6 separate regions of the Mus musculus genome follow, and all the other regions are linked to region 1. Evidence: chromatin contacts called from public promoter capture Hi-C data. All regions are on one chromosome and are shown on one strand. The core of a region is the stretch at or near the end of the contact, and the rest is flanking DNA. Distances in the headings are between cores, read along the strand shown.

Region 1 (4,424 bases), core at 1,208-3,707:
TATTAGAAACCCTTTCTCAACAACCACACATGAAAAAGCTTTGAACCCAAGGTGGAAAATACAAGTTTCCTAAAGGGTTGGAAATTAGCAAAATACTTAGTATGGCTGGAAATTGACAAAAAGTTAATTTGGGTAAGCAGTGTGTCACATTCATTATTTTCTAGAACCACAGAGAAATTTTAAAAGAAATTATGTAGGAAAAGTATTACTAATATTTATAAATGCTAATATGTACTGAAGCATACACAATTCTTAACTCATTGCAAAGTAACTTAGCAAAGTAACCTTAGCAAAATAACTTAGGTTTCTACCTTAGTCACCTGTCACTATAGTAGCGTTATGCAGATTTATTAAACAAATAAAACCGAAGTTCAAGACCCAAAACACACCATATCCTGAAACTGCTAACTAAAGGAACATGTAAGAACACACAGTATTTACAGTATTCTGGTGCTGCCTAAATGCTAGGGCTCCTAGCGTTGGAGGATGGTAGAGAATTGAAGATTTCAGGAAAGAGTTCCAGTTTAGAAGATCAAAGAGCATAAGATGGGTGAGTAACTTGTGCAGAAGTGTACAGCACAGTACTAACTTTCACGGCCCAGCAGAGGAGCCAGGAAAGCAGTGACACAAGTCACTTGTCATGGAACAGTCTTAAAAAGGACTGCTTTGTCTTTGAATTTTTAAAATTCTGAAGAGTTTTGTGTGTGTGTGTGTGTGAGTTCAAGTGTTCATGGAGGTCAGGAGAAGGCATCTTTTGAGTCCTTGGAGCTGAAATTCGAGGTATTTGTAAGGCGTCCATTGGGCACTGGGATCCCAACTCTGAGCCTCAGAGCAGTTTCTTACCTTATTTTGTTTTTCCTTGACTGGCTGTATTTGAGTTAACAAAAAGGAAACCTAGAAAAGAAAAACTGACTTTAAGAAACATTCTTATTTAAAAAGTCATTTCTAAAGCACAGTACATTGGGGCAGGAGTGGGGTGGGGGAGCCCTAACTGAAGGGTGTTAGTTACACTCTGGAGTCTATAGAAGCAAGAGTTCAAGGCTGAGGCAAATCCTCTTAAGAGGTTGTCTGGGGATGAATATAAAAGAAAATGGGTTCAGTTAGCTTCTTGGTTGTCATCACAGAAGCAGTCAATGAGAAGCTCCTAAAGGTATTTTTACAAAATTACTTCAGAGAGAGAATATTTATACAAACTCCAAAGTAGGACTGAATGTTAGAAAAATGTAAAGTAGGGAATAAAGCTTACTTCACTTAAAAAGTGGAATTACTTCAAAAGGTTTTGAAGTTTAATTGAGACATGTATATATCTCTTCTGGAGTTGGCCTGGGGTGATTTTAGACTAAAGCCAAGATGATTTTTAATGGCATCCTTACAGTGATAAAGTCCTGTTCCTTTGTGTTCAAATTATGTCCCCTTCATTTTTACACCTCAAATATGTAGATGCTTACAAGTGAAATGCAACTTCTCATGTTTATAGGTTATACTCAGTTCCTTTGCTTACAACGATCTCACAAGCTAAGCCATCTTATATATCGAGGATAAATATGGGTAATAGTGACTAAAATTACCTTTCCCTTAAAAACAAAAAACCCTCAAACAGTTTAATGCTCCAGGATTACCTAGTTACAGTAAAAAGATTCAGGGCTGGGGGGTGGGGTGGGATTTTTAACCCTTTAAATTCCTGTATTTGGCTATAACTGAAATTATGGTGCAATTTAACTTCTAAATTGAATGACAAACTGCTCTCTAGAAAAACTGATTATTACCTCAACACACGCGTTAGAGTGCCTCTATTTTCACTTTCATCAGCACTGCACACTGAAAAAACCTAGCCAACTTGAAAGAAAGGGCACAGTGATATTTTTGTTTGTATTGTATAGTTTTTATACGGGTTTTCTCACTCTTTCTGGGGTAAGATCACCCAGAGGGGTTCCTTCAGTTTTACTTGCTATCCTAAATCCTAAGCAAGCCGGCTGTACACTTGAATCCACGGAAGGTGTAACCCAAACCTGAGGCTACTTCCCTGCTCTTCCAACAATAACACCACCAGTCGCACCATCTGGCCACGGGCGTGCCGTGAGCTCGACTTCCCCAGGGACCCGTCCCCGTTTCCATGCTGGCAGGGAGGGCTCTGTCCACTCGCTTGCCCACCGGGCAAAAGTGGCGCAGGCAAGGTGTACATTACATTGTGACCTGCAGGGGCTTGGGCGGCCTGTGCTCGGGCTGCGAGTTAAAGACGTCCCGAGCAACGCTGCCGAGATTTACCTTGAACGCCAGAACCTGGCAGGGAAGAAAACGCGAATCCACGCGCAGCGGCCGAGGGAAAGAGCGTGGGCTCCGCTGCACCCTGTCCCAGGAAAGGTCCACCGCTCCGGCTCCGTGATCCTCACCAGCCTCGGCCGCCGCTGCCCAGGGTCTAGCAGTCGCGGCTCACCCCGGAACGCTGTTTCCCACTCGCGCAGGCGCACGACACCTCCACGTTCAGCGTAGTCGTTAACGGTCCGCTGTTCAAGTTTAAATCCCGAAGAGAGCCCACGCCTTTGGCTCCGCCCACCATCTCTCTCGTTGGTCCAGAGGCCAGACGTTCTCCACGTCTACATAACGATTGGTGCACATTTTCTCTAAGCCCTCCCCAACCTCGGGCCCGGAAGCGGGGTTTGGGGCGTGGAGCTGAAGTGGGAACCCGCCGGACCGTGGCGCGGAATCTGTTTCTTGGTCGTGTGGGTGTTAGTCTGGCGGTTAGGCAACGGGCTGGCCCTGCTCCGTGCCGCAGCCGCTCTTGGCTGTGGCCGGCGGCGTCGGAGGGTAGCGGAGGGGAGGGTTCTGGGGCGTGGCTGGCCCGGCTCGTGAGTCGGTCTCCACTGCAACCCGCGATAGGACCGCCCGACCAATTCCAGCTGCAGCGGTCCCCGCGGCACGGTATGCACTCTTCCAGAACGCACTATTATTGCCCTCCTTTTCTAGCGTACTGTTAACAAAATAGTATAATAAAAATATTACATGTATGTCTGACGTTTACAATGATTTGTGTACTTACAAAGAAAAAAAAAGGGACCCTAGTGCTTTGGGGACTACTGAGGGTAAGATCGGAAAAGAGGCCCCCATCCCCCGTACTTTAACTTTCTACATCAAATACAAATAGGTGTTTATTTCTTAATATATAGAAAGCTGGGTTGTTAAGATAGCTCTGGGGTTAAGAGCACGGGTTGCTCTTCCATAGGTCCTGAGTTCAATTCCTAGTAATCACATAGTTGCACATGGTTGGCTCATAAAGGGATCTTATGCTCTCTTCTGGGAGCGGGTGTTCATCAGACAGAGCACTCATACGTACCCCCACCCCTCAAATGCTAGAATGCTTAAATCTTCCAAACAATTCTTTTTTTGTTGAGGTTTTTTTTTTTTTTTTTTGCTTTTTGAGACAGGGTTTCTCTGTATATCCCTGGCTGTCCTGGAATTTACTTTGTAGACCAGGCTGGCCTCAAACTCAGAAATCCACCTGCCTCTGCCTCTTATCACTTGCCTACTTAGCTTTTTAATCAGGGCCCTTGCTCTACCTCTGAGGCAGTTAAGAATTTATGAAAACTGAATGACTACCCCTTGATGGACAATGTGACACTACTTTATTACACACATTCTTAGGACAAATATCCTGCTTTCATGTAATGCTTGTATGGAATTTCCTTTAGCATGGAACCTCCAGCTAATGTGTCTTAAGCAAGGTTAGATGATTCATTTTCTTACCTACTTTTGGACATTCAGCTTCATTTCTATACCTCAAAGTTAGGAGCTTGCCATGTAGCCCAGGCTGGCCTTGATGTAGGCAGATGGCAGACTCAGATTTGAGAAACAGAACAAAGGTAGGCAGTAGAGATGAGCTTAAGAGGTAGGTCATGTAGGCCAATGGGAGCAAATCTGACTTTAGCCAAAGAACTATGGAACTGGGTATCTGAAGCAGAATTGGGGCATGCTATGAAATACTCAGGTTTATTCTTGAAATTATTTTCTTTCCTTGAGAATAATGGATTAGAGGAATGCACAATTTTATGTAAAATCTGAATGAGACATAATTGCATATTCGAGGCATAGGTTGTGGTACGTAGGCTAGGATGGTAATGGCCAGGATATTAAGAAGGGGAAAGACAGATATATTTTGTGTCTATGACCAGAACACATATTTTATAAGGCTGAGGTGTGAGAGATCAAGTGTGGTTTCTTAGTTCATAGATTTCTGGCTGGTGCAGCTGAATGTTCTTTTCTCGAACAGGAGATACTGGAAAAAGACTTTTTTGGGTGAGGTAGAGTTAAGCTTTGAGCACATTGTATTTGAGGTGTGTGTTAGCATTCTGTTGCTGTGACTTAATAGAGACACTGAAATGGAGGACAGATTTATTGTGGTTCCAAGTTTGAGCTCATGCTCATTTAGG
Region 2 (4,424 bases), core at 523-3,022, 2.0 Mb after region 1:
TCTGTGCCATAGGGACAGTCACTCTCCTTAGGTCCTTAGCTGATTATGTAACAGAGATTTTGGGAAGCAGCTCTTGGGCAGGGATGGACACACCTGTGTCATCAGACGCTTCAGTGTCACTAGGCAAGAGCCAAAGCTTTGTACTTCCTTTTCCTGGGAGGAGTTATTCATTTGGAGTGACAACGTGGTCCAGGCAACAGATGAAGGGTGTTTGAAAGAGGTACTTATGGGACTGGAGACATGGCTTTGGGGTTAAGGGTAAGGATCTTCCGCAGCATTGGGGCTTGATTGCATCTTCTCATAGGGCAGCTCAGAATCCAGGGGATCCGACACCCTCTTCTGGCCTCTACAGGCACTGCACACGTGGTGCAGACACATGCAGGCCCATACACACTTTTTAAAAAATGTTTTTAGTATTCTCAAATCTAGAAAAATCTGATAGGCAAGGAAAACCAAGACAGCCCATCCCTAACATCACCTTTTGACAGTACAAAGTTTGAAAGCTGAGCTGCCAAAGAGGTAGATTCCATAGATGTCAGGGGCAGTCTAGTGTTTGTATAGGCATTTCGTAGAGCCACTGCATGACTGGTATTTGAAGAGGAGCCAGGCTGGGGCTCTTTAGGTAGGAAAAGCCATTGCACAACACTGGAGCTGATGGGGTGTGTAGAGATGAGGAGGCCAGGCTGCCTCTACTGCCTGACAGTTCTGCTCCCTCGGAACAGGCCACGTCAGACATTCGTGGCTATGCCTTCTGTCCTGCGCAGCAAAGCCCTGCCCAAATACTTGAAGCATATTTTTATTTATTGGCTGTTAGGCTGGAACCGGTGCGTTCCCCCTGCTGAAGCAGCCCGGGCCATCAGGGGGCGCAGAGGTGCCGCCACCCCCATCCCCGCCCCCAATGACATGGGTGGGGTGTGGGGTTGAAATTAAATTCACAGCGGAAAGATCTAGTCCTGGGAATTAAAGGATCAGAACTGGCCTAAGCCGTTCACTACAAGGATGGGCGGTTGCGAAGACACCAGCGGCTGTACAGAAGGGAAAGACATTATTTATATCCCGTCCTCCTGCAGCTGCTCCCTCCTCCCTGGTCAGCATTAAGCCTGTGACTGTTGCCTCAGTTTCCTGCTCACCTCCCTTGTACCAGGTCTTCCGTGTTTTCATGAGGCAAAGGTCCGAGACTCCCCCCAGACCCCCATACACTCCGCCTCGGGCCTCGGTTTCTGGAACTCTGGAGAACCAGCCCCTCTCTAGCCTTAGGAGCAGGAAGGCCTGTGGCGTCAGGGCTATGTTGGATGTCTTCCCCAGAAGCCTCGGGCCTGAACCGGGCGGAGAGAGGTGTGGGCTAATAAAGTTCGAATCCCCATTTCAGCGGCTGCTCCTAACCCAGCTGAACCCACACTACACAACGTGGGGGCTCCCCTCTTCCTCCGAGAAGGCTGCTCTGCTTTGATTCGGGATGCCGCACGCCAGGCTTGGAGCGGCCGTTCTGACCCCAGATACAGGGCTTTTATTGTCGGGTCGGGGTCACTTCTTAAATTTAGGTTAGTCCCCCCGCCCCCATTCCTCCTTTTTCACCCTCTATTCCTGACACCTGCCCTGGAGGTATGAGGTAGAGGCCGGCGGATCCGGCTGTTTGAGCCTGGGGAGAGCTCTCTTCCCCCGCTGCGAGTCACTAGCGCGCCGCGCCCGGCAGGACGGTGACCTCTCCACCCCTTTGAATGCCCCGCCCACTGTCCAGTCGGTCTCCACCCCACCTCCCCATCCGCACACCCGCTGACTTGGGTTGGAGCCACCCTGGTCAGTAGCCTGGTTCCTGTGCACATTCGGGTTGCCGCCGCTCACCCACAACACCTGTAGACACCGTGTGTCCAACTCTCCCTGAGTACTCCGGGCCAAGGAGGGCCATGATTCTTCAGGCTGGAACCCCCGAGACCAGCTTGCTGCGGGTTTTGTTCCTGGGACTGAGTACCCTTGGTGAGTCAAACACCGGGTCTGGAGGGCTTTGATCAGGTAAATCTGATCCTAGGGGAGGACTTTAGAGAGTGGGTTTGAAGGGATTTTTGTTTGACATTCTTGTCTTTCCTCATTACTCTCCACTTCTGGACATCACTGGTTGGTGCTACACTTTCTGCCTTCTATGGCTAGAACGGCTTCCAGCTTTGGTGTGGTGTGTGGTGTTGGGGAGGGGGATAAAGGCATCTCCAGCCAAGACCTCTGGGATGAGTTAAGGCAGTTATTCCTGTCTACTCTCTACCCCCACTCATCACAGCTGGATAAGCTGAGGCACTGGATGAGACAGTGACTAAAGGCTTAAGGACTTAGTTCCAGTCCCCCCTCCCCGCACCCCTCATTCAAGCTGATGTGAAAGATCCCTGAGGGAATGCCTGGTCCTCAGTCTTGACGCAAGTACTTCAAGCAGTACTTCACGTCCCAGCATTTCCCCACCAAGCTCTTTTCTTTCCTTCCTGCTTCCTGCCCTGGAAATCAAAGGAGATGCCCCCAAAGCCTGACCATGAGGTCATTTGGACACAGGAAATTCGGGAAGAGGTCAGTTGCTCAGACTCCAGCACACAGCCTACCATCAGGTCTACCATCGTCCTTATCTTTTCTCAGATCCAAAGGAACAAGGAAAATAGGGAGAGGGTGCCAAAGGGTCCAAGAGGAAGGGGACCTCCTGAAACAAGTGTTTGGGTGAGCTCTCCAGGACAACTATCTTAAGCAGGAGCTGGAGGTGGCCCACCCAGTACTATATCTGGAGAGAAATGACTCAGTAGGAACTAAGTCCCTTATAAGCTATTCCCCAGGCTGTTTTGCTCTCTGGGTTTAGAATCCTCGCTTTAACTTCTTCCTTGGGCTAGAGGATGTCAGAGCAAGTAAGACCTGGAAGAATGTAGAGTAGATTCAGTGACATTGATGGGGATCTCCCTGCTCCCACCCATGGTTTCTTTCGGCCTGGTCTGTGTCCTAGTGGTGTTGAGGGCATGAGATCTTAGGTTCCCAAATATGAGTCTCAGAGCTTCTGTGCCCTTCCCTCCAAAGCTTGGAGTGTTTCCTGTGCCTTCAGCTTCTCAGCTCTGCTTTTGCACCTTCAACCTCAGCTTCTGTTTCTTTTCTGCATTCTTCCTCAGCTTGGCCCTTACTGTGTTGGAGAGGGCAATGTCAGCCTCCAAGCAAGGGAGGAAAAACCTATATTGGCTGCCTGAACATCACAGGCATCCTCTGTAGGTCACCCGTGGCCCCTCCTTTTTCTCTTTCAGCTTTTGAGTTTGATTTTGTCATATCAAAGATCCAGAGCCTAAAATGCTACTAATAATGCCACGAAGGTTGCCCTTCTTGGCCTCTGGAGGGTTAAATGCACTCGCTGCTCCTGGGGAAGGCACAAGGCAACCCTCCCCCCCCCCCATGTGCTCTTTCGTGGCTCAGAACTGTCCCTGGAGCGTGAGAAGCCCACAAAGGGAGTTTCTCAGAGAAATAGGGAAACTAAAAATAGTAGCCCTGGGGAGAAGGGCCCATTCGCTCTGCTTAGGCCCTTGGCTCTCTCCTTCTGGTCTTAGATTGGGCTGAACGATGCTATTCTTGAGCAGCTCCGGAGTCCTTCACTGGAACCCAGGGACTCCCCATTTTTCTCCTTGCGGCACCCAGTCACAAAAAGATTTGATCAGTTAGGGGATTCTTCCGTTTCAAGTGACTCTAGAGCAGAGAGCTGGGAAATCCCAGGAGTCCCTTGCTCACCTCGAAGCAAGGGTGTACATGCTGCAACTCACCTCCCACTCCCAGCCCCTGCCCCTCGCTTTGCAAACTGCAAGTGCAAAACCTGGAAGAGGCAGCTAGAACACTCTTGGGGAGGGAAGCTGAAGTCTATCTGATAAAGACATGTTTCCCTCCTTACTGGCCTTACCCCAAGAAGGCTAGGAAGGTGCGCCTGGCGGTAGCGGAACAACCTGCAGGCAGAGTCCCTGGAGGGAAGTGGACCTTCTCAAGGCCGGGTTGTTTTTGCCTGCAGAGCCTCCGGTCTAACGGGCCGGGCTTCATTGTCTTCTGCCTTATCGGCGGGCGCAAGTTTCCTGCTCCGACTGCAGGGATCCGCCAGGAAATGTCAGGGGTGGGGGGTGCCACGAAGGACAAGGAGTAGGGGTGGGAGCCTTGGTTAAGACGCGGCCGGGAAGCGATGGGGGAGGCGCGCATCCTGGCTCGGTAGGGTTCTAAGTCTCCCCAGCCTTCCGATTGGCTTTGCTGGCGCAGATGGTCTGGGGCCTCCGAGCCTCGGCTGCCCGCTCACCTTCTCCAAGGTGGCAGCTTGTCCTGCGTGCAGAGTGCTATGATCCAGGAAGAGCAGGGCCCAGGAAGAGAGCTGCTGGTGTCACCAGGCTCCGCTTTGTGCTAATCCAAAGTCATTTTCCAAAAGGCTTTAGCACTTGGCACTG
Region 3 (4,424 bases), core at 760-3,259, 1.9 Mb after region 1:
TATCTGCTTCTGCCTCCTGAGTGCTGGGGTTAAAGCATGCTATGATGGCATTTTACTATGACAGATGAAGATAGTTATGCCTGATTTTATTACTTAAAGCATAATCCTTTGGCTTTTCAACAATGACCACCATTATTCTATAACTGGCTGACTTCAGCTTTTTCTTTTCCTTGCAAAACCATAACATATATTTGTTAGTTAGAAAAACACTGAGTGACCGAGAGAGACTGCATAATTTATTCATAATATCATTGGTCAGCTGCCTCAGTTACAGTCTGCTTTAAAAACAAAAAACAGAGGCAGGCGGATTTCTGAGTTCTAGGCCAGCCTGGTCTACAAAGTGAGTGCCAGGACAGCCAGGGCTATAACAGAGAAACCCTGTCTCGAAAAAACAAAAAACAAACAAAACAAAACAAACCAAAACCAACCAACAAACAAACAAACACCCCCCCCCCCTTTTTTTTAAATTATCTTGCGTGGGGCCTGGAGAGATTACTCATTAGTTACTCTTACAAGGGACTCAGAACCTGCAGATGGCTTGCAAGTCTTGTAATTCCAGTTCTAAGGGATCTGATGCCTTTTGCTGACCGTTACCAACATCAGGCCCCTTCACACATACACACATAGGCAAACGTTTATACACATAAAACTAAACGAACACATTTTAAAATGAAGTTTAATTTTGTGTGTAAGTGTGGGGATATGGGTGGCATGTCCCATGTATGACGGTCAAAGAACAAGTCATGAGAGCAGGTTGTCTTCAGTCATTGGGCGGGCTTGGCAGCAAATACCTGTACTGGTTGAGGCATCTTTCTGCCACTACTGAGGTTTTAAAGTTAATGATCTGAGATAAACAGGATTTCCAGCTTTAAAGAATATGGAAATTGACTAGGTGGTGGTGGCAGCTCAGGCCTTTAATCCCAACATTCCAGAGGCAGAGGCGGCAGGCGGAGTTTGAGGCCAGCCTGGTCTATAGACTTAGTTCCAGGACAGCCAGGATAACACAGAAAAACCTTGTGTCAAAAACCAAAATAATACCACACAAACAAGGTTATATCTTATAGCTATATGATACTTCAATGTTCAAGACTTTACGGAAATATTCAGGAGTGAGTGATGAGTGCTAATTTACTACTAGGTCACAGGAACAGTTTCATTTCCTTGAACTTGACTGGGAAATTTTAAACCAGTCCCAAATCCCAGTGGACTGAGGTACCGGAGTAGCTATTCTGCTGGGCTCTGGAGCTCTTTCATGTCCCCATTATAGATACTGTATAAAAGCAAGAAAGACATTTACTTTATCATTGGCTACACAGTTACTCAGAGGAACAAGAAAACAAACGAAACGAAGCTTGTGGGTGTGGCTCAGTGACAGGGTGTTTGCCTAGCAGAACACGTGAGTGCAATCAGAGTTGCTATAGAGGCTGAGTTTCTTGAAAAGCTAAAGCGTGCAAACTCTAACTCATATCTGTTCTCGAAAGTCTTGTCCAGAACCACTGCAAGCAGCCTTCCCGCTTTGCCTTCCTCCACATACCCTTTGTAGGGTTTCCTAGTCTCCAGTCTGGACCTCGGTTCCCGTACCTAAAGGCGGGCTTAGAGGGAGGATAGGCTCAGGGGCGGAGACAGGAAAACAGAAATAGCCAATTCGTCCTTAATTCGAGGCCCTCGCGGGCCTCACCCCTGTTGTGAGGGTTGAGATTGGAAAGGAAGTGGGGAGGCTCCAACCAGTCCTTCACTCCCGCGCCCTCATGCCCCCACCCTTCTCTGCTCGGAGCTTGGGTGCGCCGGGTCCCAGCTTCTCCTCCCGGGAGAGGAGCGGCCGGCACCAGCTGGCTGGAGGGGAAAGGCGAAGATTTGCGGGCTGCTTGGGCCAGCCAGACACATCCTCCGGGCCCTCTGACCGCGGCGAGCCACTCAGCCCCGAGCCAGGCCCCAGGGCAGCCCCGGAGACCCCGGTGGCCGGATGCAGGGGTGCGTCACTTCCGGGCGGTGCAGCGGCGGCGGCTTGGAAGATGGCTGCGCCCTGTGGCTCGGAGCTGCCCGCCAACTCGCCGCTCAAAATTCCGAAGATGGAGGTGCTTTCCCCGGCGTCTCCCGGCGACCTGAGCGACGGGAACCCATCGCTGTCCGACCCTTCCACGCCTCGGGGAGCCTCCCCTCTCGGGCCCGGCAGCGCGGCGGGCTCGGGGGCCGCGGCGTCCGGGGGTCTCGGGCTGGGGCTGGGGGGCCGCGGCGCTGCCTCGTCCTCGGTCTCCTTCTCGCCCGGCGGCGGCAGTGGCGGGGCTGCGGCGGCCGCTGCCGCCGCCTGCCGGGGTATGTCGTGGACGCCGGCAGAGACGAACGCGCTCATCGCTGTATGGGGCAACGAGCGGCTGGTGGAGGCGCGGTACCAGCAGCTGGAGGGAGCCGGCACGGTATTCGGCAGCAAGGCCCCTGGGCCGGCCATGTACGAGCGCGTGTCCCGGGCCCTGGCCGAGCTGGGCTACGAGCGGACCCCGTCCCAGTGCCGGGAGCGCATCAAGGTAACCGGCCGCTCTGCCCGGGGCTGCGAACCAGAGGCAGAGAAGGCGGGGAAACGGGCCTGGGGGCGGGGGCCGGGCCGAGCGCGGGGCTCCCCTCCCGGGCCCCGGGTATCCCTTGTGTCTGCTCCGCCTCTTTCTTCTCTCCCTGGGAAGGGGCGCTTCTTTCCAGATGGCCGCCAGCCCGTAGGTTTCCTGAGTTTGAAGTTGGGCGTGTCTGCCGCCGCCCCTCTTTCTTGCCAATTGAGGATGTTCCTGCGCTCTGAAGTTGGTAGTTTCTCTCATTGTGCGCGGGGCCCGCAACTGTCGCGGGTGCTGTCGCCCGCACTGCTTTGTTCCCAGATAGAGGGGCTCCCAGACTGAAGCTTTCCAGCTGGGATGGAATTGAGGAAGGGTAGCAGAGGGCCGGATGAGCGCCCAGTGTAAGATTTTTTTCCTTTGCTGAAGTTTCAAGAATAGAGCATTGGGACGGCTGGCCTTTTGTGTCAGTCGCTTTGCTTGTCAGTTGAGGTGATACAAGGACTAGCAAGATTTGAGGTGCTTTTGGAGAGCTGGAAAGGCTTAGTGAAAGAAAGGTCGTGTATTGTTATCGTGGAGGTAGAGGACAGTAGAGGACACCTTGAACGTTAGTCTGCTTGAAGGTTCTTTTGGAATTTGGACTGGCGATCTTTTCAGAGTCAGGTTGCCTTGAGAGTCAGGAGGCTTCTAATTCTGAGGAAGCCCTCTCTTGTCACCCAGGTTTTTTCTGCTTTAGTTAGGGTGCCCGGATGCGGACAAGTAAAACCGAGTATGCATCTGGCCATCCTTATGCATCAGCATGTTTAAATGTGGAGGCTTAATGTGGGTTAATTTTACCATCAGCCTGCATATCGGTTTACTGTTTCTAATGCGTTGTCTAGGCCTTCGTATCTGCCTTTGCAGACAAGGAGCTGTACTTTAGTTAAGCTCTTCCCTCTTACTAGTGTCTGCTCAGAGTTTCTCCCAGTTTTCATTGAAAACATTACATTGTGTTTACCTAGTGTTCACTTCTCATAGTGAAGGCTACTTTTTCTGGGGACGAAAAAGAGTCACAACTGAGAATATCACATTAGCAAACAACCATAAAACTCAGTAAGAATAGTTGTTTAAGTAAGGGTAATCACACTGAATGGGGGGTGGGGGGGATTGTGCCATAGTTCATGAGGCCTTGGCTCCACAGATGTTCATTTGGAGACGTTGTTACTTAGAAAATTTGTTCCAGAAACAGCGGTTTCATTGTTAACTGTTAGATTAATTTTACACCCATTAGAAAGCAAAGTTAGATTATTTGATTATGTTCATTTGAGGATTCTTATTGAGCTCCTTTGTTAAACAAGAATGTCATTGAGATAATATGTACTAGATAATATGTTGTTTGGATTTCATTCATTGCTTTATTCAGGGTCGTTCATGTTAAATTTGGGGCAGTTTCTTTGAGCTGCCCTGTGTAGCATCCACCCACAAACTTTTCTGGAGTTCTGAGAGTGTCTTAGGCATTTGTAAATTATGCCTGTTTTCTTGATTTTTATTCATAGGATTTTCAAGGTGTACTATCAAAACCTTGCTGAATGTAAATCTCTCCATAAAATTGTTTCTCAAACAACCAGGGGATATCTAGTTGGAATGCTTCATTGTCCAGTTATGAGAAGGAAATCTAAAGCAAAGAAAGGAGATTGAGCCTCTGAAGAATTTAGAGGATCAGTTTACCTGTTTTCAGACAGGTAAGATCAAGTTGACCTCCAACTTTTAGTCTTTTGGGATTATGAGATGATGCTGGGTTCTCTGATACCGTAGCAGTTAACAGACAAGGAGGGATGACAAATGTTTGCTTTTGATCAAGAAACTCAGACTCTGTTAATGTTGATATTTTCCTCCAGAATTAAGGAC
Region 4 (4,424 bases), core at 540-3,039, 1.7 Mb after region 1:
CTGGAGCTTACTATCTTCCTGTTTCTGCCTCTCGAGTGCTGGACAATTAACTTGCCCCCATACTTTTCTTCTTCGAGCGTGTTCTGGGAGTCAAACTCGGGTCCTCATGCTTACCCGGCAAGCATTTTACCCACTGAGCCAGCTTCCCAGCACTGGGAGCTCCAGTTTTTCTATGCTTCTGACTGTAAGTCGGTCATGCCTGTTTTGCACTAATGATGCGTATGAGTTTGCTATTGCTGCTGTAAAACATTACAAACTTCACATGGCTTAGAACAATGCACATGTATTATCTTACTGTCTCACAGGGCTAAGGACAATACTGTAGGAGAGATTCTAGGGGAGGACCTATTTGCATTCTTTAGCTTCTAGAAGTCCCTCACATTCCAGGGTTGATGAGCCCTTTCTGCATTCAGAAATCAGCAATGTAACATCTTCCACTGTTTTCCACCCCTGCCTCACTGTCATTCATGAGAGCCTTGTAGTTATCCTGGGCTCAGTTGACAACCCATCTCAAGAAGTCTCGTTTATCATGTAGCACAATATATTTATGGGATCTAAGAATTAGGGTGTAGACAGTCTGGGGGGGGGGAGGCATTACACCTTCTACAGGATATAGGGTTCCATTTCTTAGCTGTAAGGATGGCCTCCTTCCACCCCCAAACCTCCCTTATTCCCATAGCCTCGTGGACAAGGTCGGTTGCTTTGTCTAGGTCTCATGGCTCCCTGCAGCGGCCCTCCCCACCCTCTGTCTGGTCCCATGTTTAGGTCCTTCCTCACTCCTTCAGTGAAGCCTTAAAATTCTCAGCTCTACAAGAGGCTCTTTCCCTTCCAGCTACTTCCCACCTGCCACTCCTCATACACACTAGCCCAGCCTCCCAGTGGGTCTCTAAAGGAGAAACACAAAGAGTTATTGCCTTTTAATTACACGTGCTATTGTAGCATCTATAAGGAAGAACATTTTAAGCTTAATTGAGACCAAATGTGAAGTTAAATTAAATGAATAACTAATTAAGGTAATGTTCCTGCATTAGCCCCGTGTGAGTGCAGAGGCCTGAGAGAAGACAGGTACCAGGCCTCTAGTGAACAAACTGTGCGCAGAGCTGGCGTGTTGGGGGGATGAGGAGGGTGCAGAGAACCTGGCCTGGCAAGCGAGTGCAGAACGGTCCATGGGGGTGGTGATCCTCAGCCTTTGGGGTTTTCTCCAACCCTCTTCTTACACCTCCAGCCTAAGCCTTCATTTTTGAAGCCTGGCTCTGGGCTCTCACAAATCTTTTGAAGCTTTCTAATGACTCTCTTGCCTGCCTGGAGTGCATGTGTGCGTGTGTCCATGCTCTGGTCCTTATCCCAGCATAGGACAGCATGACAAGATTTATATTAGCTTCTTCTGTCTTCTGCTTCTCACTGCCTTTTCATATTGATCATCCAAGGCCCTTGGATTCTTCCTTCAAATACTGTCACACGTGAAGCCACCAGGATCGCCCCTACTGGCCCTGCCCACCAGTCCTGTCGCATCAGGTCTGAACTAATGAATGATGTAGCCCTCAACTGAGGTCATTGCTTTGTAGCTTGTGTTGTTTCTATTTTCATAGTCTGTCTTCTCTGCAAAGGAGACAAGAGCAGCAAGTGTGACTAACACTTATCTCCCTTCACACCAGTCCCATGCCTTGAGCAATGTTATTCCCCTGTGTAGATGAGGAGACAGGAAGAATGTGGTAAGTAATGAGGCTGAGATAGAGAAGACCTCCTAGAACCACTCCTCCCACACTGATCTCTCAAGAGGCTGTGTCAGGAAAGCAGAGTCTTCCTTCTCTGCAGAGGAAGGAATAGCAACCCTGCCTGCCCTGGACTCTACTACGGGATGCTATCACCATCTAGTGGCCTACAGAAGTAACACAGCTTTGCCTTAAAGTCTGTCCTTTCCACATAAGGTCAGTCTTTCTGGTCTTGAGGGATTTGTGAACACTGAGCAGACTACCATGTGCCAGCCCCTGCCCTGTACCAGGTCCTGAGGATAAGATGTGCCTGACTGACTGCTTCCTGCAGGACTAAAGTGAGAACCAGGCAAGTGAGCTTTATATTTTATTGCTGAGGCCAGTGTATCTAGCTAACACACTGACTGACACAACATCCTAGTAAATGCAATGGATGTATCTTGTATGGGGGTCTAGGCTCCTGCTGGATTGCACAGTGTTATCAATGTCATGAGCAATGCCCTCTGGGAAAGACAGCTGTCGCAGCCCCAGAACACCAATCTTTGTTGTTCATGTGACAATGCTTTACTGCCCCTCACGAGCCCCATGGCTGCTGCTATGCCAGGCCCTACCAAGGATAAGCAGTGGCACAGTTGGCAAAGGAAATCTGTATTGGTGCTGATGGGCAGCTTAGAGGTCAGGCGGAAATGCCAGGAGTCAGCCTGGCATGTCGTGAACCAGGACTCAAGAGCGGAAGGAAGGGGCATCAGAACACCAGGCAGAGGGTGGCTGCAAGGTGTCTCCTAGCAACTGCTCAGTAGCAGTTACGCAGATGTTTCCAGTGGTATCTTCATTTCTTGCTAAACTTGGCACCTATGTTCAGGGTTAAGTTCTTCCCATAGCCACTTCCTGTTTGTTCTTAAAGGACAGCTGTCATGACTTGAGCACCCAGTGCTTAATTCACACTGGCATTTGCAGTTGTATACAACACCTTAGTCTTCACCAAACTGACCCTGATGTCTTCATCCACTGAGGCATCTTAAGAGTGAGGCAAGGAAGGTACTGGGCTCTGAGGGTGGACACGGTCAAGAGCCCGAGAGCAAGTTCCCCTACATTTAGTACTTATGACAGCTCCCGTACCCCATCCAAGCCTTGACTCTGCAAAGGCAGCACTAATGCTTCAAAGTGGCTGAGTTATCAACAGGATCGAGTGGAGGATAGATCAACAGGGTCCTACTTGGAGAAATACAGAAAGAATAGTTCATAGACAGAGACAGACACAGAGACAGAAACAGAGAGAGAGAGAGGCCCAGCACCTTTGAAACAAGGTGAAATCCCTCATAGGTACAGGATAATTACAGAGGTTTATAATTTAACATGGGAAGGAGAGATGCACCTTTTCCAGGCCTTGGAATCCAAACAAGCAAGAGTCTGAACCTGTCCTTCCTTTCTGCTTTCAGCCCATTCCTTCTGATTGCAGTTCCCAGAGCTCAGGCCTTGAAGTCTGCCATGTTCCCATGCTTGGTGCTCAGCAGCCCCTTCCCATAGAGTTTTCTGTACCCTTCCTTAGTGGCAATGTAGCTTGGGGCTAGACCAGTTAGATCAGGAGGCTTTGCCTCTCCCTGTGATGGAAGCTTCCATTCTCTTGCTCATAAGTTGGGTACCCAGCAGGGGTGGCCCATGTTGCTCTTCCAATTGAGGCCTCAAATTTGTTTGTACCTGCATGAACAGAGGGTGGGATGGAAGAGAAAGTAAGCCACAACTTAATAAGCTTCTGCCTTTCATGTCTACTGTTCGTAATTAGGGTTCCCCTTTACTTGTTGGGCAGGCACTAACAAGCCAGAATAATATGGGAAACAAAGTGTTTCTGCCACATTTGGCCACTTCACAAAAAGCATCACTCCCTATCTCATTCTCTCTGTGCCTCAGACCAACCCTGACAGGCATTTGAGGAAAACACCCCCATTATGTTCAATGATGCAGAGCCTGAGGAGTCTGCCAAGGTCTTAGATAGAGGTGAGTGTACAGAGAAACCAAGAACCTCAGGGACTTCAGGTTCTCAGCCTAGAGCTCTCCTTGTCCCAGCCATTTCTTAATGGGCCTGCCAGGAAGAACCAGCCTGGGAGAGCTGCAGTGCCCAGAAAGACAAGCTACCTCCACAAACCTGGGTTCCGCTTTAGGTTCTGCCAGGACTGGCTCCTCACTTCAAATGAGAATACCTGCCTCTCAAGGAGGCTAAGAGGTGAGCCACAGGGAGGTGAGCCTGGCCTCCACTCCAGATCACTACATACTTTTCTCCCTTTCTGCTTTTCTTTCTCTTCCTGGCTCCCTTCAAGCCTAGCCCAGAGAATGTAGGTGAACAGAGAAAACTCATGCTGTCCAGTCCCCTGCTCCCGTCCTCCAGAGCAGGGCAGGGCGGGGCGGGGCAGACCCTGTGAATGCCTGCACATGCACCCCTGCTTCCTGCTTCCCTGCCTGTGTGACGCTTCTTAAAGTGCAAGCGCTTCCCCAGACCGTGTGGGCTACCATGACCCCAGGAGATGGTTCTTCACATTTACCATCCAGCCCAGGTCCAGGCTTTGCCAGCTCCTTTTCTTAGTAAGACGCTTCTGCCTGAAGAGCCAGAAAGGCCCCAGGGACAGTCACCCAGTCACCAGCACCTCAGCCTCTGACTCAGTCACTGACCTCTGCGACTCCCACACCCACCACCTCTGGACACCAGGCAGAAACCAC
Region 5 (4,424 bases), core at 791-3,290, 1.6 Mb after region 1:
TCATGCTATGGTGACCCCCAACCATGAAATTATTTTTTGTTGGTACTTCATAACTGCAATTTTGCTGATATGAATCATAATGTAAATATCTGTGTTTTCCCATGGTCTTAGGTGACCCCTGTGAAAGGGCTGTTCGACCCTGAAAGGAATCACAACTCATAGGTTGAAAATGCCATATAGCATAACCTAAGCCAGCCTTGAATTTATGGTGATCCTCCTGCATCAACTTCCTAAATTTGAGGAACACGGGTGTTCCCCACACCTGACCAGAGAACACTTTGATAACTAAAAAACATACAGGCAAACTTCAAATGTCCCCATGAGATCATAGTTTGTATTAACTTAAAACACCTAATGGCTTATTTTGCCCCCCCCCCCCCGCCTCTATCAAGAACAAATGATTTTACACATTTGAGAAAGACAACTAAACATTACTCCGAGTTGCTTTTGCTTTTGTTTGCTTGGGAGAGAAAAAAAAACTGTCTAACAAAGTTTGTTATGGCTTGGATGTCAAAGGCTGGCTCTGATGAGCTTAAGAGTGACTGCATCCTGAGGCCTCATCAGTGAGTTAATTACCTTAGATGGGTTCATAGTTAGACAGACTGCTGGAAAGGGATGGAAACTGGCACAACCTCTTCTTACCTTTAGGGATATGTGCATGCAGGTGGTACACATGCAGCATGTAGGCAGAACATGCATACACAGGAAATAAAAGTTTAAACATCCAAGTGTTCTCATGTGTGCTATCCTCTGGAGTAACTAACTATAAATTAGATCTACACCTTGTGTCCTTGACCTGCCATTACAAAACTATGTAAAACTCATTAAGACAAGAGTAACATTTTATTTCTTGTGTATCCTCTCAGTTTCTAATAGTACATAGTTACAGTAACAATAGCATAGCTCCTCAATAAGGCAGCTAACGTTCAGTCGTTAAAGAGGTAAGGACCTATAGGTCTCTACAGTCAAGAAAACTGAATCAGCCTCCACTTCATTCATAATTCAGAAAAAGAGTGCACTGAAAGCCAGGCTAGTGACTCATGCCTTCAATACCAGTACTAGGAAGGCAGAGGCAGACACATCTGTGAGTTCGAGGCCAGCCTGGTTGACATAATGAGTTCCAGGACAGCCAGGGTTACATAGTGAGAATCTGGAGAGAAGGGACGGGACGAGAGAAAGAAGTAGAGGGAGAGAGGGAGAGAGGGAGAGACAGACACAGAGACAGGCAGGCAGTCGAGCAGGCAGATAGAATACATCCAGGCCCAATTTTGTCTAAGGACACAGCTTCCAGGACCGCAGTTCACAAATCTTATATTGCTTTTGTTTTCCCTTCACGCTTGCACGACGAAGGATGCAAACTTTGACCGGTTTCCATTCACTGGCCTGATCTTTTGATCAGACACCCTATAGCCTGCATACAAAATCTTGACACATTCTGGGTAGCAGTTAGGGAAGAACACTCTTCCACACATGTGGACCAGCTGCCAGTATAGGGTGGCAAGAAGGGAAAAGGGTTTATGTGACCTCGGGCCTCTTCCCAAGTCTGTCTCTTGGTTTCATTGATCCTTGCCTTGTCGGTACATGTCAAAACCTAAAGGAAGAAAAACTACCAATAAAATAAGGCCCAGTAAGGAGAATGTGTTGTTATTTTAACTAGTGATCTGCATTCAATTCAGGAGGGATTCTAGGGATCCTGAAATGCCAAGCCGATTTGATTGTCCCCACAATCCCAGGCTCCTGCGGACTGGTCATCAGATAGATAGCGGGGCAGGAATTGGTGTCTAGACCGCGGAACAGCTCTCTGTGATCGGTCGGAGCAATCTCAATCGCGAAAGCAAGAAGCTATTAAACGGTCTTCCCGTTGTTGTCCAAGGGTTTAATCCTTACCAAGGTGTGATTGACAAGCATTGCTATCCAATTGAAACTGAGGACAGTACATATAGACCAATGGGAGGACGTAAAGGAGACTGACGTACACACCACCCACCCACCACGCTTTGCGTTGCCTGGAGCCACAGCCAACGTCAGCTATTGAGGACGCCCTTAAGTGCTGAAAGGGCGGCTTTGATTGGTCCATCTTAAATTTCTTAAATGAGCCCCTACTTGTGATTCGTCCAAAGTAGACCAAAGCCTGGATGAAGGGGACAGAGAGCGAGGGGTGAGTCCTGGTGAGGAACCTGAGAGCCGGGTGAGGACCGGAGGCTGGCCCCAGACGCCTGGAAGGTGAGGGCGGGAGGCGCGCGGGCCACCGAAGGTCATCCTGGCCGCAGGCCTGGGATTACTGCTCAGTCCCCAGTGTTCCCAGCTGCGGTGCTGGGAGCTGATGTGTGGTGAACCCTGCAGACTGAATCGCTGCCTGCCCAGTAAAAAGGGCAGGACGCTGAAGCACCCTCTTTCTGTCAGTCAGGTGTCACCTGGTCTTTAGGGGTCGTGACATTTGATTTTGCCCAGAGGTGCATGTGATTAACCAACAAAGATTAGGAGGCATTAGCCTAATGTTTTAAAACCCAAACGAGGCTGAAGTTTCTAAAGTAGGAAAAAAAAAAAAAGTGTAGGCTCTCACTCCTCCAGTTTGTTGATTTTGGGGATAGGCCTTGCTCAATATCCCCGGCAGGCCTCAAACTTATGGTCGGTCCTCTTGCCCCACCCAGCCTTTTGAATGCTAGGATGACAGATGTGTACTACCACATCAGGCCATTCTAACTATTTTTGAAGGTTTGGAATAAGCAATTAAAAAAAAAAAAAGTTAAAAAGAGAGCTGGGCGTAGTAGTGGCGTTAATCTTTAGTCCCAGCAGGCTGGAGGCACAGGCAGTCAAATCTTTGTGAGTTCGAGGCTAGCCAAGTGTACAAAGCTTTACCCGGGAAAAAAAGATATCTCCAGAAAGGCAATCCTGTCCAGTAACCTACCATTTCTATTGCGTTCAAGGACTTGGTCCTGAAATTTGGGGTACGGGCAAGGTATCATCCACCAGCAGCCTTACACCACACTGCCTTATCTGTAATTTCCATCTGCCCCAGACAGCAAACTGTCCTCTGAGACAGGTATTAGTTTTCTCCCTTAAGATTCTCAGCTTGTCTTGCAGAGGTGGCCCATGCCTTTAATCACAGAGGCTGAGAGTTCTCTGAGTTTGAGGCCAACCTGATCTAGTTCCAGGACAGCCAAGGGTACACAAAGAAACCCTGTCTCAAAAACCAAAAACAACCAAAGATCCTCAGCCTGGTGGTGGGCAGGATTTTCATCCAATGAACCCAGGGTGCAGGATGTTTGTTTCTTTGTTTGTTTGTTTTCCCCTGGAAATTGGGTGAAAGGGGCTGTCAAACCAACCTTAGGTGGAGGAAGAATTCAAGACATATAGATTCAAAAGGGTCCGGAGAACTTTATAAGGAACCTCACAGTCTCCATCACAGGGAGAAAAACAAACAACAAAGCACCTGACCTTGTCTTGCTTTTGTCAACTGCTACACAATGTGTTTAAATTTATACAAATTGTTTTTTTCCTACTCTAGGTTACTTGTTTCTAACGAATTGACTCTTAAAATTGTGTCGGCTTAAGCATCAACTCTCAGAGAATACTTGGATGGTATTCTGTGTCTTAAGTAAATGGACATTTTTGTTTGTTTGTTTTAATCAAATCTCACTAACAAATAATTTAGCTATTCCCAAGACTTGGGGTTGTAGCTCAGATGGCACAGTCACACCTAGCATGCGTGAGACCCTGAGTTCTACCCCTAGTGTCATAAACAGGGAGTGGTCCACTGTAATCGAAGGGAAGGTAGATGCAGGGGAATCAGAAGGTCACTGGGGCTGGAGAGATGGCTCAGTCCAGGCTTAAAGCTCCCTGTAACTTCAGTTTCAGAATCTAATGTCCTCTTCTGGCCTCCACAAGCACCTGCATAAACATCACACAGGCACACACACACAGGCACACACACAGACACACACACACACACACACACACACACACACACACACACCAATTAAAAAAAAATCTAAAAGAACCCCAAAAGAATGGTTTGGTTATGAAGGGCTTGGAGCTGTGTGTTCTATCACTTAAGAGTCATCCCGTAGGTGTAACTTGATGTCACCTGAGCCTGTCAGCATCCGTGGGGATGGAAGATCAATGCTTCTGATGTTCCCAGCCCCCGCTGTCATTTATCCTGATTTCTAGGTGATAAGAGTTTGTTCATGTCTTCCAGGTTGTTGTATGATATCCAAAACAGCACAACTAATCCTAAGTAGACATTTCTTTCAAGGAAGCCCATCAGCTCAGCCAGTCAGGCTAGTTGTTTCTGATATGTCTTTTGACCCCTTTCCATTTCCATAGCTAGGACAAGTGTTCTTATCTGGAGAACTGTGGTAGTCTCCTAACTCATCACCTGCCTCTGCTCTCTGCTCTCTGCTCCCAAATCCTGTAAGGTACAC
Region 6 (4,424 bases), core at 1,356-3,855, 1.2 Mb after region 1:
ATCCCAGCTCCAAGGGGAGAAGCGTACGCAGACTCACATAACACAGCAGCCATCGACAGGATGAGAAGCTTTAGAAGTGTGTCCTGCTTCTCATAGGACAATCGCAAAAATCCAAGCTTAGTCATCTTGACATCAATGGGTGGCAACTGATGATATTCAAATACCTAAAATGGAAAAAGTCAAGACTGTAAGATACTGAATATACTAAATTTACTTAAATTAGCTTTAATCTTTTATGATGGTTAAGAACCATAGAATATACGTGAGCTACAAAAAACACCACAGAGGTAACCCAACCTGGGACTACAGACTGATGTACAGGGAAGAAGCAAACATTATTAGATTTATATGTCAAAATGAAAAAGGGAGAGCCATGCTTAGTGGCACACGCCTTTAATCCCAATACTTAGAAGGTAGAGGCAGGCCAATCTGATCTACAAAGCACATTCTAGGCCAATCAGAGTTACCAGTAACCTAGTTATATTGCCTTTCTGCCAAAAATAAAAGAACAAAAAAGAGTACTCAAAACACACACTCCACACGTCTATAATCCCAGGTATTTAAGAGACTGGGACAGAAGAATCAAAGGCTCCAGTTTAGAGAGAGCCTGTCCCAAGATAAAATTATTTAAAAGGGCTGCCCATGTAATTCAACAACGGAGTATTTGCCTAGAAGGCAAAAAAGCCCTGGTTTCCATCTTTCAGTACTACAAAAAGAAATATATATTCCACCCACAATTCTGTTTCCTAGTTGCACAGCAACCAAGTACAACTAGCAAAAGTAAGACACAAGGATCAGAAAGAAACAGAAGTGGAGGAGAAAGGAAAGTAGAAAAGGACGTGAAAATAGAAAGAGGGAAAACCAAACAAAGGTACTTGTTAAAAGGGAAAAAGAAAATAATCACGGAAACATAAGTGGGCATGAGAGGAGAGCGTACAAGCCAGGTACACTAGCCCATGTCTAGATTCCCAACACTTGGTGATACTGAGGAAGAGGATCACTGTACTGTTGAGTTCAGCATGGACCCAGTTAAGTTCTGAGTCAGTTTGGGTTAATGTGAGACCCTGCCACAGAGAAAGTTAAGTGGGGCTGAAGGTGGGGAAAGAGGGGGAGGTAATTTGGGCAGGAAGGTAAGTGGGAAGGGAGGGAAAGTGGAAATGAACATTACTTACTGAAGTGAAAGGAGAAATCTAGAAATCATGACTGACTAGACATAATTTCCAGCTATAAATCTAAGCCTCAATTGATTGGCTACAAGCTTTTTTCTGTTCCAAATCCCAGTGTGCATGCTCTCTGGCCAACTAAAGAGCAGGTGGTCACTAATGCAAGTTCAATCCATGCACTCAAGAGAGAAATATACTCAGGCCACCCACTACATATTCATTTTCAAAGTTCAAACTGTAACTACTGCTCAGGTCTATTTCCCTGTAACTCATTTCATGACCCAGAGAGAACTTGGAGCACCAGATGAAAATCTAGAGCAAAATTACAATAATAATAATAATAATTTTGTTTCTTCTAGACCAGAATAAATTTTGGAATGGTGGTAAGGGAAGCAATCTGCAGACAGTTCAGAATGGTGATCAATTATAGACAATTGGTATGTTAAGGACTAAGAAACAAAGAGTGTGGCAACTGAGAAAACGTAGCACTGTTCAAAACTATGCTGGGAAAGGGGAAACTGCATTATCTTGTTCCCTTCTTTCCAGGGACCAGGGGGTTGCAAAAGGAAAACACTGGACAAAATGGAAAACACGAAGACTCACACTGCGAAGTCTAACATCTTTCCTTTAATTAACTATACCAAAAGAGCAGTTTGGGCTGGTGTGATTAATTATAATTCCAAAGGGAAGGCTTATCACGCACTAATTCTGGGAAGTGAACAACTCAGTCCCATCTCTTGGGTTTGTAGTTGTTCTCAGGAGATAAGTGACATGGAAACTAAACACCACTGAGCTAATATGATCCACACACCTGAAGAGTAAGCAAAGGCAGCGAGAGTGCTAAAACCTGGACTTTAAAGCTAAACACTGCGAGTTTTCATACCGTTCTTGGCAATCTCCACACACCGATAGGGTACAGAAAGGGAAAGGACGCTTTTCTTATCTGCTCATCATCTCTCTGCTTCTCAGCTGTGTCTGCAAGCCTTGACCCACCCGAGCTCTAAATTCTAGGGCTGCAGCCTCGGTGGTTTTCCCACATACGTTTCCACGTCATCTTGTGCACCCTCACTGACTTCGAACCCACTATCTCAGCACACTCCGCGTGGCCCTTCCAAGCTAGTCCCAGGATCCTGTGCCCCACGCCCTCATGGCCAGAGTGCATTGCTCTGCCAAGACCCTTCCTCAGATCGTCTGGTGCCCCAATGCCTGGACGTCCCCATCTCACACTCCACGCCCCCTCCTCCGCCCAGGCCGCAGGCAGGCTCTGCTCCCCACCTCTACAGGCTTGTGTCCAGCACCTCGTTCGGGCCGGCCAACAGCCCGCGCGGCACCTGCCGCTAATCCTCTAGCGCTACCCCAGAGTTTCTCACCTCACGGATGCTCCTCAGGAACCCACTCTGCTCCCCCTGCCATCCGTTCAGCGGCGCACTCAACCCTGACAGCAGCCAAGGCCCGCCTCCCTGCCCGCTCCGCATTGGCTAGCCTCCGTCGATGTATATTTCAGGGGACCGACAGGATAACGGTTCTGTCTGTCATTTCGAGGGCGTGGATCGAGTCTGGATTCCTCCTTTTGAATGGACAATGTGACTGTCATTCACCCTGTTGAGAGGCGTGACTATGAAGTCCCACCGAACTGTGATAGGCCGGCGCGGGAAAGCGAAACGCGCGGAAAGAGCGTGCTCTGAACAGTTTGGTTGAGAGCCGAGCAGTGACGTGTCGGTCTGCGGACCAGGAAGGAGCGGCGATAGGAAGGAGTGGACGCTGTACCCTGGTCACATGAGCAGAAGCGGAAATACGTAAAGAAAGCGGCAGTCGTACCACGTCCGGAAAAGTTGGGCTGCAGATCCGTTTGTTTTTTAAGGTAGAAATGGCCCGTTACCTATTAAACGGTTAAAGGAGAGAAGATATGTTGTGAAAACTCTCAGCCTCCATGGTTCACACGAACCCACCTTGTGTAAGATGTGTCAACTAATAAGCCCAAGAATTGTTTCTGTGTTTGCAGTAACCTCGATAAAGGGACCTTTGACAAATTTCACCGAAACGTTTCACTCAGGTCTGACTTTATGGAAGGGCCCGGGAGGCCTTTTTAGGGTGTCACCGCCCGAGTCGGGCTGAGCCGGCAATAGCCTGCAGAAATTATCTCAAGGCTCGGAGCGGCTAGCCCTGGGCAATCAGGAGCAGCTTAGCATCGCCGGGCCCCTGCGAGGGTGACCTTTCCTCCCGGGCCCTCCGAGGATGGTACTGAGAACGGGCACAGGAAGGGGTTTCAGCTGCCAAACTCCAGTCTTTTCCGATATATACATATAAACAGATGTACTAATTCGAACACTTCCATGCCTTACAAGCCTCAAACCAAAGGCTACGGTAAGATTAGACCATCCAGATACCATTCATATTTGGTGCCAGTGACGCTGGCTTCTCTTTTCCTCTCCCATGAAGGGAAGCACCAACTATTGAAATCAGTACTTATTACAATAATGCATTTCCTCAAAATGCTCATGACCAGTTTTTACACCAGGACCTAACTCAATACCTCTTCTCTTTTGTTTTTATAGTAAATGTTCCATGTAGTTTTATTTTAGCAAGAATAACGGCAAAGCACACACTTGTGATGCCAGTGCTCCCAGAGTCTGAGGCAGGAGGAGCTAATTCCAGGCATCTTAATCTGAAGGAGATAAGCATGAGGACTTTACATACATTCAAACTCCTGTGGCTTCAAAACCTAGCTTAATTTCTTACATAGATAAATTATTTCTCACAGTTCTAGAGTCTGGGAAACAAAAGATTACAGTGCCCGAAACTGACGAAGACTTTTACCACGGCATTATATGGTGGGAGGTCACCTCAGACGTTTTATTTTAAAAAAAAAAAAAAAAATGCTAAGGTCAGGACTAGGGACAATGCTAGGGCTTGGTGGGTAAAGACAGTTGCCCCCTTACAATCTACAATCTTGCATTTGATTACCCAGGATCCACCTAAAGGTTGTAGAAGAGAACTGACCCCACAAAGTTGTCCACACCTCCACTGTGGCATGTATGTGCACACTTGTACACATACACACAGTAATAATAAAAGTTTTAAGGGGGCTGGTGAGATGGCTCAGAAGTTAAGAGTACCGTCTGCTCTTCCAAAGGTCCTGAGTTCAGATCCCAGCAACCACATGGTGGCTCACAACCATCTGTAACAAAAATCTGATGCCCTCTTCTGGAGTGTCTGAAGACAGCTACAGTGTACACACATATAATAAATAAATAAATAAAT

The links. Promoter capture Hi-C pulls out the DNA fragments that hold promoters and counts their contacts.
Region 2: a promoter capture Hi-C map of liver shows a contact between it and region 1, with 4 times the contacts expected there. The contact joins the promoter of Esam here to the promoter of Hyls1 in region 1. A contact is called at or near these places in 5 of 39 promoter capture datasets (cranial neural crest, hippocampal neurons, liver and 1 more), 1 of 115 datasets of contacts at active chromatin or transcription factors (astrocytes) and 1 of 9 other capture datasets (liver).
Region 3: a promoter capture Hi-C map of pre-B cells shows a contact between it and region 1. The contact joins the promoter of Msantd2 here to the promoter of Hyls1 in region 1. A contact is called at or near these places in 9 of 39 promoter capture datasets (the 3T3-L1 cell line, the C10 cell line, cranial neural crest and 6 more), 1 of 115 datasets of contacts at active chromatin or transcription factors (astrocytes) and 1 of 9 other capture datasets (liver).
Region 4: a contact with region 1 is called in a promoter capture Hi-C map of pre-B cells, with 6 times the contacts expected there. The contact joins the enhancer-like site here to the promoter of Hyls1 in region 1. A contact is called at or near these places in 2 of 39 promoter capture datasets (hippocampal neurons and pre-B cells), 1 of 484 Hi-C or Micro-C datasets (cardiomyocytes), 3 of 115 datasets of contacts at active chromatin or transcription factors (embryonic forebrain, large pre-B cells and pro-B cells) and 1 of 9 other capture datasets (liver).
Region 5: a promoter capture Hi-C map of pre-B cells shows a contact between it and region 1. The contact joins the promoter of Tmem218 here to the promoter of Hyls1 in region 1. A contact is called at or near these places in 11 of 39 promoter capture datasets (the 3T3-L1 cell line, cranial neural crest, embryonic stem cells and 7 more), 2 of 484 Hi-C or Micro-C datasets (B cells and cardiomyocytes), 4 of 115 datasets of contacts at active chromatin or transcription factors (astrocytes, extraembryonic endoderm stem cells, pro-B cells and 1 more) and 2 of 9 other capture datasets (adipose tissue and liver).
Region 6: a contact with region 1 is called in a promoter capture Hi-C map of embryonic stem cells, with 5 times the contacts expected there. The contact joins the promoter of Stt3a here to the promoter of Hyls1 in region 1. A contact is called at or near these places in 17 of 39 promoter capture datasets (the 3T3-L1 cell line, the C10 cell line, the HPC-7 cell line and 10 more), 7 of 484 Hi-C or Micro-C datasets (B cells, Th1 cells, cortical neurons and 4 more), 27 of 115 datasets of contacts at active chromatin or transcription factors (the 230-238 cell line, CD8 T cells, the NIH/3T3 cell line and 15 more) and 5 of 9 other capture datasets (adipose tissue, embryonic stem cells, liver and 2 more).

What each region holds. Positions count from the first base shown.
Region 1 is chr9:35,567,612-35,572,035 of GRCm38.p6, forward strand. Hyls1 (HYLS1, centriolar and ciliogenesis associated) reads right to left here and starts at 2,458. Exons shown (of 4, transcript NM_029762.1): 1 at 2,266-2,458; 2 at 844-894.
Region 2 is chr9:37,526,317-37,530,740 of GRCm38.p6, forward strand. Esam (endothelial cell-specific adhesion molecule) reads left to right here and starts at 1,773. Exons shown (of 7, transcript NM_027102.3): 1 at 1,773-1,974. The coding sequence starts at 1,905.
Region 3 is chr9:37,487,312-37,491,735 of GRCm38.p6, forward strand. Msantd2 (Myb/SANT-like DNA-binding domain containing 2) reads left to right here and starts at 2,010. Exons shown (of 4, transcript NM_146222.2): 1 at 2,010-2,522. The coding sequence starts at 2,013.
Region 4 is chr9:37,228,247-37,232,670 of GRCm38.p6, forward strand. Slc37a2 (solute carrier family 37 (glycerol-3-phosphate transporter), member 2) reads right to left here. Exons shown (of 19, transcript NM_001145960.1): 19 at 903-3,410. Among named protein-coding and RNA genes, the nearest start is that of Tmem218, 22 kb to the left of the region's middle. Within about 2 kb of position 1,790, at least 137 of the 459 cell types and tissues checked have an H3K27ac peak or open chromatin away from gene starts, as enhancers often do. A contact at or near this core is called in pre-B cells and pro-B cells, where this site is marked.
Region 5 is chr9:37,206,183-37,210,606 of GRCm38.p6, forward strand. Tmem218 (transmembrane protein 218) reads left to right here and starts at 2,041. Exons shown (of 4, transcript NM_025464.3): 1 at 2,041-2,223.
Region 6 is chr9:36,765,017-36,769,440 of GRCm38.p6, forward strand. It overlaps Stt3a (STT3, subunit of the oligosaccharyltransferase complex, homolog A (S. cerevisiae)), which reads right to left and starts at 2,606. Exons shown (of 18, transcript NM_008408.5): 1 at 2,534-2,606; 2 at 38-164. The coding sequence starts at 125. Gm26787 (predicted gene, 26787) reads left to right here and starts at 2,871. Exons shown (of 4, transcript NR_166654.1): 1 at 2,871-3,024.